Regions from separate parts of the Anser cygnoides genome. Here all the other regions are linked to region 1. The links are chromatin contacts, called in public Hi-C maps. All regions are on one chromosome and are shown on one strand. The core of a region is the stretch at or near the end of the contact, and the rest is flanking DNA. Distances in the headings are between cores, read along the strand shown.

Region 1 (2,750 bases), core at 225-2,724:
TTGTGCCCGGCTCACATAAATCCAGCCTGGACGTGTAGTAACGGAGCTGGACATCTAAGCTGAAGCGACCAGTAACACTTTCACATGACAGACACCCTTCATAGACACGTGCACACACACACAGAGTCCCTTTCATTTTGTACAGCAAGTGAAAGTAGCTCCGAAAAGCATCGACAAACAGATCAAAGGACATTCCTTCTCCTCTGCCAAGTGTTTACTTATTAACCAGGGACCCGGTGCTGATAACAGTTATGTGTGTGAGCTATTTCCATCATCCCGGCAATTCCGCTGGTTTCAAGGCCGCTCCTACCACACGCACAGACACATGAATGAGCGCATCCTGGCCCACGCTCGTAATGTTTTGAAATCCAGAAAATGCTATTTGAGGCTCGTCACGGAGACCTCGGCACTGGCTTGAATGTGACCGTGGCAAGCTGAGGGGGGAAGCAGGCTGGGATGGGAAGAGGATGGCCCGGGACGGAGCGGGTGTTGGTCTGGGGTGTCAGACAAACCATGGGTAGAAGCCTGGCAGGGTGGCGGCAGCGTAGCCTTGCTTCACTTCTGGTAAACGCTCTCTACAACTACCTGAAAGGAGGTGTGGGGAGCTGGGGGTCGGCCTCTTCTCACAGGTAACTAGTGATAGGACTAGAGGGAATGGCCTCAAGTTGTGCCAAGGAAGGTTCAGGCTGGAAATGAGGAGACATTTCCTCTCAGAAAGAGCAGTCAGGCACTGGGACGGGTTGCCCAGGGAGGTGGTGGAGTCACCGTCCCTGGGGGTGTTCAAGGAAAGGTTGGACGTGGTGCTTGGGGACACGGTTCAGTGGGTGACTGGTGGCAGGGGGATGGTTGGACCAGGTGATCTCGAAGGGCTTTTCCAACCCTAATGACTGCGTGATTTTAATTCGGATAATGCAAAATGAGGTCCCAGCGGCCTTTCTCTCTGCTGGAGGACTACAACCCAGACCACCACGCCGCCGGCTCCCAGCCGCCCCTCGCCCTGCCCGGCCCCTTGTCCTGAGGCGACCGGCGGCCCCCCCCGGCCCGGCCCCGCCGCCCCCCTCTGCCTCAGCCGCTCCCCGCCCTCCGCTGCCAATCCCCGCGGCCCCGCCCCGTGCCGAGCTGCGGGGTTTGAACGCGGGCCGCTCCACACGGACCGGGGGGGGGGGGGGAGGAGGGCGAGCGCTAAAACGACCCAAAGCGGATCCGCCGAGCGACCCCCGCCCGCCCCCCCCCCTCCGCCCTCCCCATCGCCCCCCTCACGGCATAACGGCGGCTCCGCGGGCGGGAGGCGGGCGGCTCCGCGGGCGGCTCTCCCCTCGCTCTCCCCGCCGTAACCCCCCCCCCGCTCGCTCTCGGTGGGAGGCGCCGCAGCTCCCGCGTCACCCATTGTTTACAAACGGAGCGCAGCGGGGCCGAGCTCCAGCCTCGGCCGCGGCCGCCGGAGCCGCGCGTGCTGCAGGGCGCCCCCCCGCCCCCCTTCCCCTCCCCGGCCGCCCTCCCCCCGGTCCCCCCCTTCCCCTCCCCGGGCCGCGATGCCGTGCCGGCCGGGCGAGCGCTTCGTGCTGCTCGAGCGGCCGGCGGCCGCCCCGCAGGCGGGCCCCGAGGAGGTGGACGCGCTGGTGGCCAAGCTGGGCGAGGTGCTGCAGCTCAGCGCTCAGCAGCGGGCTCCCCGCGGAGCCGCCAAGCACCCGGGGCCGGGCAGCGCCCGGGACCGCGCCGCCCCTTACTCGCCGCGCTGCCCCTCGGCGGCCGGCGTCGGAGGAGGCTGCGGGGCCCCGGCTCAGCCGCCGCCGCCGCGGGTCGCCAAGCAGCTGTGCGGCCGCGGCTGGCTGCGGAGCGCCGCCCGACGGAGGAAGGAGCAGCGGCAGCGGCAGCAGCAGCAGCGGCGGCAGCGGGCGGCGGACGGGCCGGCGGCGGACGGGCCGGCGGCGGACGAGGAGGACGACGACGACCCGCACCGGCTCCTGCAGCAGCTCATCCTCTCCGGGAACCTCATCAAGGAGGCCGTGCGGCGGCTGCAGCTGGCCGTGGCGGCCTCCTCCGCCTCCTCCGCCTCCTCCTCAGCCTCCTCTTCCTCGGCGGCCAGCGGCGGGGACGGCGAGGCGCTGCGGGCCCTGCAGTAGCACCCCCCCCTTCCCCCCCTCCTCCGGGCGAGCTGGGCTGAAGGAGAAGCCGCCAGCGGGGGCTTGGGGGGCTTGGGGTGAGGACCTAACCCCCCTGCCTCCTCCTCCTCTTCCTCCTCTTCCTCCCTCGCCCGGGGTCCCGCTCCGGCCGGAGCCATCTGCAATAATCCCGTGTGGTGGTGGCCCTGGGGGGTGCCCGGCCCCCTCCCCGCAGGGTTGGCCGGGTGGCGGTGTTATTTTTTTTTAATTTTATTTTAAATGTTCTATTATTTCCCTCCTCCCCCCCCCCCCCCCCCCTTCTCTCTCTCCCGTCGTGACTGTATGAAGCAGTTTTGAAAAAATGTGAATATCGAAGCTGGAAGGCAGCTGGACTTATAATTGTAACGCCTGAGGAGTGAATGGAGCCAGAGATGCATTGTTCGCATAAGGTAGCCGAAACAAGTTTTTTTTCTACAAAAAAAGAAGAAAAAAAAACCTCAGAAAACAAATCCACCCCTCCCCGACAAACTCAATGGCTCAACTACAAGATGCGGCTGTTGATTAAATATATGCACTTCGTACCGGAGCGTTTGAAATGTGTTCCTGATTTACAGGACTTACTGTCTTAATTAACCTGTCTGTATTGAA
Region 2 (2,700 bases), core at 14-2,513, 190 kb before region 1:
GTAGGATCTAGAAAAATCGATGTAGTTTAAAATCACGGGGGAATATTGCCCAGCCACTTACTGCTCTTATGACATGCAGAGTGCTAGGGAAGTACACGGCAATTTTTGCAGCCACAGCAATGGCTGTGTCACTGAGCACACAGAAAGCACAACGGGCTCTCTGCTGACTTGTACCAAAAGTCTGCACCGGGCAGCTGCCTGCATTGCTGGAAGCAGTTCGCCGGCTCTGAAGATCGCTTCATAATTTATTTTTTTTTTCCGTAATGCAAATACAAACATCAGATTCCTTATGGAAAGCTTGTCAGCTTTTGTGTCCAGCAAACCCCACACCGCAGTGACCGTATTTCTTCTGCTGTCGGCCGGCCTGAACTACCAACCATTAGACTCAATAGGAAGACTAATTGATGTGAGCAACCCGGGATAAAGCGCCTGAGGCCACAACCCGCTCCGTCGCAATCACCATTAAATTTGTCGTTGACCTCAGCCAGGGCGGGATGAAACCCCCAGGCTCTTGGCCAGCAGGGATTGAAGTCCACACGTGTAATTTATTTGGTCTATAACCGCTCACGGGCCTAAGGTCTGGAGCAAAAGAGCAGAGGGCAGCTCTCGGATCTGCCCCCATCCCGCCGAGGGGATTTGGGGGAAGGCACAGCAAGGGCCGTTGCTCCCACCATTTTGTGATGACGGGCAATTAAAGGTGGAATGAGAGAAGCTGAGGAGAGCTCCATCCCTTTAATTACCTCTCAGGGGATGTTAAAATATAAACACTGGCCTTTGAACTTCACCGGGGGCTTGTCTCTTGTGTACAACCCCGGGGCTCGCCTACGCTGGCAAAACACATCATGCTAATTGATTAACGCCCAATTCTGAAATATAGCCGTCAATAATAAACAACGGCTCCTGCCTTTAATGCTTCTGTTGTCACTGACCCAGCGGCTAGACATGACGGCTCCCGTCAGCGCCGTGTGCTTTGTGCAGCTTTATTTGACGTGTCGTGACACAACGCAACCCTGGGGTAGACGATCAACCCTCTGGGGGCGTTTATTTTTTTAATTTTCAGCCTCGCGCTTAACTCGGAGCCGCTGTGACCTCCCCCTTCACCCTGAGGGAACCCAGCGGACCCCCTCAGCCCCTCAGCGGGCTCCCTCCCCGGGCAGGCACCGCCCGGGGCGCGGGAGGGGCGGAGCCTCCCCTCACAGCGCAGCCCCGCCCCCTTCCCCCCCCCCCCCCCGCCGTCACGTGCGTTAGCGACAGGCGGCGGCGGCGCCTCCCATTGGCGGAGGGGCGGGGCGGCAGGGGGCGGGGCCGCGCACCCCCCCCACAACAAAGGGCGGCGCGGGCACGGCGCGCGCCCGGCGCCGGGAGCGGCAGCGGCGGGAGCGGCCGCGCGCAGGTGGGCGCCGGGCGGGGACCGGCACCCGGGGGGGGGGGCGGCCTGGGTTTGGGATCGGGGCCCCGGGTTTGGGGTCCGTGTCCTCGTGTCCCCCCCCCCGGCCCGGTGCCTCCCTGCCGGCGCGGAGCGGGGCTGCCGGGGCGTGTGGGGCTGGTGGGAGCCGCCTGGCGGCGGCGGGGCTCCTCGCTCTGCCTCCTGCTTTATTGTTGTTATTTATTTATATATATATATTTTTCTTTTTCTGCCTTATTTTCGTTTCCCTGCACCTTCCAGAGCCGGTGCTCCCCGCTCGTTTGCGGGGTTGTTGTTTGGGGAAGGGGTTGGGGTCCCCCCCCCGTGTCCCTCCCGCTGCCTTCTGGGCCTGGACGGAGCGGTCCCGTAGCCCTCTGGCGGGGGGGGGGTTAATTAATTTAGCTTAGTTAATTATTACTTCAGTGCGCTATTGGAGCGGTGTTTAACTGTGAGAGTCCTCATGAGCTGCGGGAGCTCAGATATGAAACTGTTTTAATGTAAGGTGCATAGTAACTGCGTAGTTAAGTCACAAAATAAATAAGGAATAAGTGAAGGCTGCACGGGAGCGATGTTCAGCTGGTTTATGGCCTCGGTTTGTTGGTTAATACAGGGAGATTCACGGGCTGTAGGCAGGCTGCCGTGAGGTGGGTGAGCTTTGAGCTTCTCAGTACTGACGGGATGTTTGTGCTTCTCCAGGCTCGCTGGCTGTGCGTAGATCTAGTGGTGAGAAGCGAGCCCTGCTGTAATTAGGGACGGGAGTTGCCTCTCCTCGCTCCTTGGAGTTGCTTAGCATGTCACGGGCTGTGCGGAGATCCTGCTGGTAACAGGCAGTGAGCGTGCTGTGAACCCCTGCCTCCCCCCTTGTAGGTGGGCGGGGGGAGAAGCAGCCCCCTGGGCACCCTTGGGTGCTGCTGGAGGCACCAGGGGAGTCTGCGGGCTGAGGGGTGTGTGGGCTGAGGTGGGAAACCCCCCTTGCATCCCTCTCCCTGACCATGAGGGAGCTGGCAGGATGCTGGGGAAGGGCTCGGTGGAGCACAAAAGCTCCCTCCTCACCCAGGAGGAGGTGGGGTTGGAGGCTGGGCAGAGCTCTGCGTGGGGAGGAGGACCTGGGAGGAAGGCTGTCCTCTCCCAGGAGAGACCCAGGCTACTTCTGTGCCTCTCGCTGGGAGGAGAGACTCTGCCTGTGAGAAAAAACCTCCGCTGATACCTCAGACTGCACTAAGGAGAGGGTTTCCATGTGTTTCCCTCAGGATATTGTTGCTGCTTTGTCATTAACACCCTGTTTTTGTTTGTTT
Region 3 (2,781 bases), core at 103-2,602, 210 kb before region 1:
TCGGTTTGGAGACGACTATCCTGCTCCACTCCTTCCATACACACTTCGAAGCCTTCTCTCTGCTTTCATCAACAACAGCATCCAAATAGAAAGCAGGAGTCTTTACACAGCAGATGGGTTTCTTCCTCTAACCCTGTACCTTTGAACTCCTGGGGACTAGGAAACAAGCAGAGGGCGTTGCACATCGCTTGCAGCTCCAGAAGCAAAGCAGGACGCGTCCCCTGACCTGAAAGCCTCCGGCCTGTGCTCCTGCTCCTTGGGCTTTGACCAAAGGCAGATGCTTTTGAAAAGATGTTTTTGCATCCTCCCCCTCCTGCTTTAAGGTCAGGACAGCTACTTCAGGTCTGTCCAGCTGGGGGATTTCCTCTGCTCGTTTTTCCAAGGAGTCCTTGGAAAGTTTGACTATTTCCCAGTAACCAAGACCTGAAAGCACTGATTATTTTTAAATGCCCGTTTCGATGATCTTTCACTGCATAATCTGAAACAATCAAATGGAAACGTCCAATGCTTCTGAAGAAAAGCAGCTGTGAAAGAAGGAAGAAAAAAAAAAAAAACACTGTTTACAGATTAAATCAGCCTTGCAGTTCCAATATTTATCCAGCAGTTTCCACCGCAGGTTTTTATTTGCGGTCCCGATATTACTCGAGGAGAAAAGACCACAACAGGAGCAGGGCCCTGGCACTCCGCGGGGCATCTCAGGACCTCGCACGTCCCCCGAAAAGGGGAGGTCGGTGTCCCCACAACGAAAGGAGCCGGCCCACATTAAGATTTCCTCAGGCCCATCCCCGGGCCGGATTACCCTCACTGACCGGGCCGGGCTCCCCCTCACCGCCCGGCCCCGTCCCCGGCTCTCCCCACCCCCGAGGCGGGCTGGGCGGGCGGCGGAGCCCGGCCTCCCCCCCGAGCACTCACCGCAGCAGCTCGGCGCAGTACTGCACCTCTCCCCCGGGCTCCGGCCGGCTCCAGCCCGCCGCCACGGCCGCCCTGCCTTCCCTCAGCCACGGCTGCCCGCCGCGGGCCCCCGCCGCCCTCACCAGGCGGTGGCACGGCGCTGGACGAAGCCCTCCCGCGGCCATGGCGGCGGCCGCCATTTTGCCGCTCCGCCCCTCCTGTCGCTCACCCCGGCCCGCGCAGCCGAGGGGGACGGCCCCTTCCTCACCCCCTCGACGGGGAGGGTTGGGAGCGTGTCCTCTGTAAAGTGGCGGCTCCTCGGTGGTTTGGCCGCTTTTCCCCACACGATTCCCGCAGCGGGGGTCCCGCGCCCTCTTGGCTCGGCGGAGGGTGGGAGGACGCTGGGACAGGACCCTGAGGTAGCCTCAGGCGGAGATCGGCTCCGTAAAGTGCCGAAGGGTCGCAGAAGGGCCCGGTGTAAAAGTTTAAGGGAGAAGGTACCGGTAGATGGCACCCAAGAATGCGTTATTTCTGTCCGGGGTTTTTGGCCGTGCAGCCTTTTGTTGTCCTGCAAATGGCTTCCTCGGCGCCGCCCTGGCCTCAGTTTACCCCGGCTCCCGGGGCGGTCGCCGCTGGCATGGGCTTGAGCTGAATTCCCCTCAAAAGAAATTCCGGAAAACCCGGCACTCACGTGTTCAAACCCCACAAATCTGAGGAATCTGAATGATAAAAATATCCCGTTGGAGCAGTCCCAAGCTGTGACAGGCTGGGCACAGCAGTATTCGTACACAGAACATGTTCGGGCAAGAGAGCCAGCACACCACAACACAGCGGTGGCACATGAACACGGGGACAAGGGAGACCTGACACACTAGGTTAGAGCTGCCATCCCTAAAAGACACCTTAAAAGCTTCCAGGTGCAGGCTGTGGGACACTGCTGGGACCTTGTGCTGGATATGGTCCCTCTGCAGAGCTGACTCACATCACAACACGGTCATTTTAGTCTTGTAGTCACAGGCAGAGCAGTCATGTCCCTTCAAAGTTTGGCCTATCTGAGGATAAACTAACAAATTAACAAAAGTACCAACAAGCTTAAGAGCTGTTTCATCTTAAAACCATGCCAACCCAAACTGTGGGTAGTTATTAGTAGAAGTAGCAACAGACCAGCTTTCCATCCCCAGCCTTGCCATCCTCCTCCCAAGTGCCAGCTTTTCCTTCATTTAATACTACATGGAGCTGATTCAGGGGATTAAAACAGCAGAACATTCACTGCTCTCTCTTTGTTTTCTTGAGGAAGTTTTCTACCAGTTTGCTGCTCTGAATCAGTTCACTACGTGGTCAGGTGAGAATACATGCCAGCACAGGGAATTGGCACGATCAGGAGACTATGAGCTGGAAAGTGAGTAGGATCTCCCTGATCTGGGGCACTAATATGCATGTTCATTTGCTTAGCTGAAAATTATTGAAGCCACACAGTAAATATGGGGGAGGTTTTGAGTGGGCAGTGACATTCAAGTTACAAGACATCTGTTTGGAAATGAGAGCAAGCCTTTATTTTGTGTGATGACAAGACAACAAAGGGAAGAGGAGGAGAGGAAGGCTGGGAACATCATTCCAGCATTATTTGGTTTATCGATTAGTGGCTCTTGTGGGTTTATCCTGAGTCTTTCTTCGTCCCTTTCCCTCAGTTCTTTCCCTCGTCTCTGAAGTTCTCTTTGTCTTGAAACTCTGGACCTTGTTTTAAACCCTTGCTATGCCTTGAGCAGGATTTATTGTTTGTCAGGGCACCCAAAGGAGGTCATTTAGCTTTGGTAGATTTCTGGGTGGAGGCTGAAACTGCTGTTGTTTAAGTTTTCAGAGAGAACCCCTAGATAAATGAATCCAGCTCTT

What was found. A called contact is a pair of places that touch in the nucleus more often than the background predicts.
Region 2: a contact with region 1 is called in a Hi-C map of liver, with 8 times the contacts expected there. The contact joins the promoter of TP53INP1 here to the promoter of LOC125184162 in region 1. A contact is called at or near these places in 2 of 7 Hi-C or Micro-C datasets (both in liver).
Region 3: a Hi-C map of liver shows a contact between it and region 1, with 2.7 times the contacts expected there. The contact joins the promoter of NDUFAF6 here to the promoter of LOC125184162 in region 1. A contact is called at or near these places in 2 of 7 Hi-C or Micro-C datasets (granulosa cells and liver).

The regions. Positions count from the first base shown.
Region 1 is chr2:139,088,466-139,091,215 of Taihu_goose_T2T_genome, reverse strand. It overlaps LOC125184162 (GSK-3-binding protein FRAT2-like), which reads left to right and starts at 1,474. Exons shown (of 2, transcript XM_066990598.1): 1 at 1,474-2,200; 2 at 2,454-2,750. The coding sequence starts at 1,533. The coding sequence ends at 2,123. It overlaps LOC136789781 (a long non-coding RNA gene), which reads right to left and starts at 1,344. Exons shown (of 3, transcript XR_010828720.1): 1 at 1,261-1,344.
Region 2 is chr2:139,282,991-139,285,690 of Taihu_goose_T2T_genome, reverse strand. It overlaps TP53INP1 (tumor protein p53 inducible nuclear protein 1), which reads left to right and starts at 1,263. Exons shown (of 4, transcript XM_066990605.1): 1 at 1,263-1,393.
Region 3 is chr2:139,299,936-139,302,716 of Taihu_goose_T2T_genome, reverse strand. It overlaps NDUFAF6 (NADH:ubiquinone oxidoreductase complex assembly factor 6), which reads right to left and starts at 1,352. Exons shown (of 9, transcript XM_066990608.1): 1 at 1,160-1,352.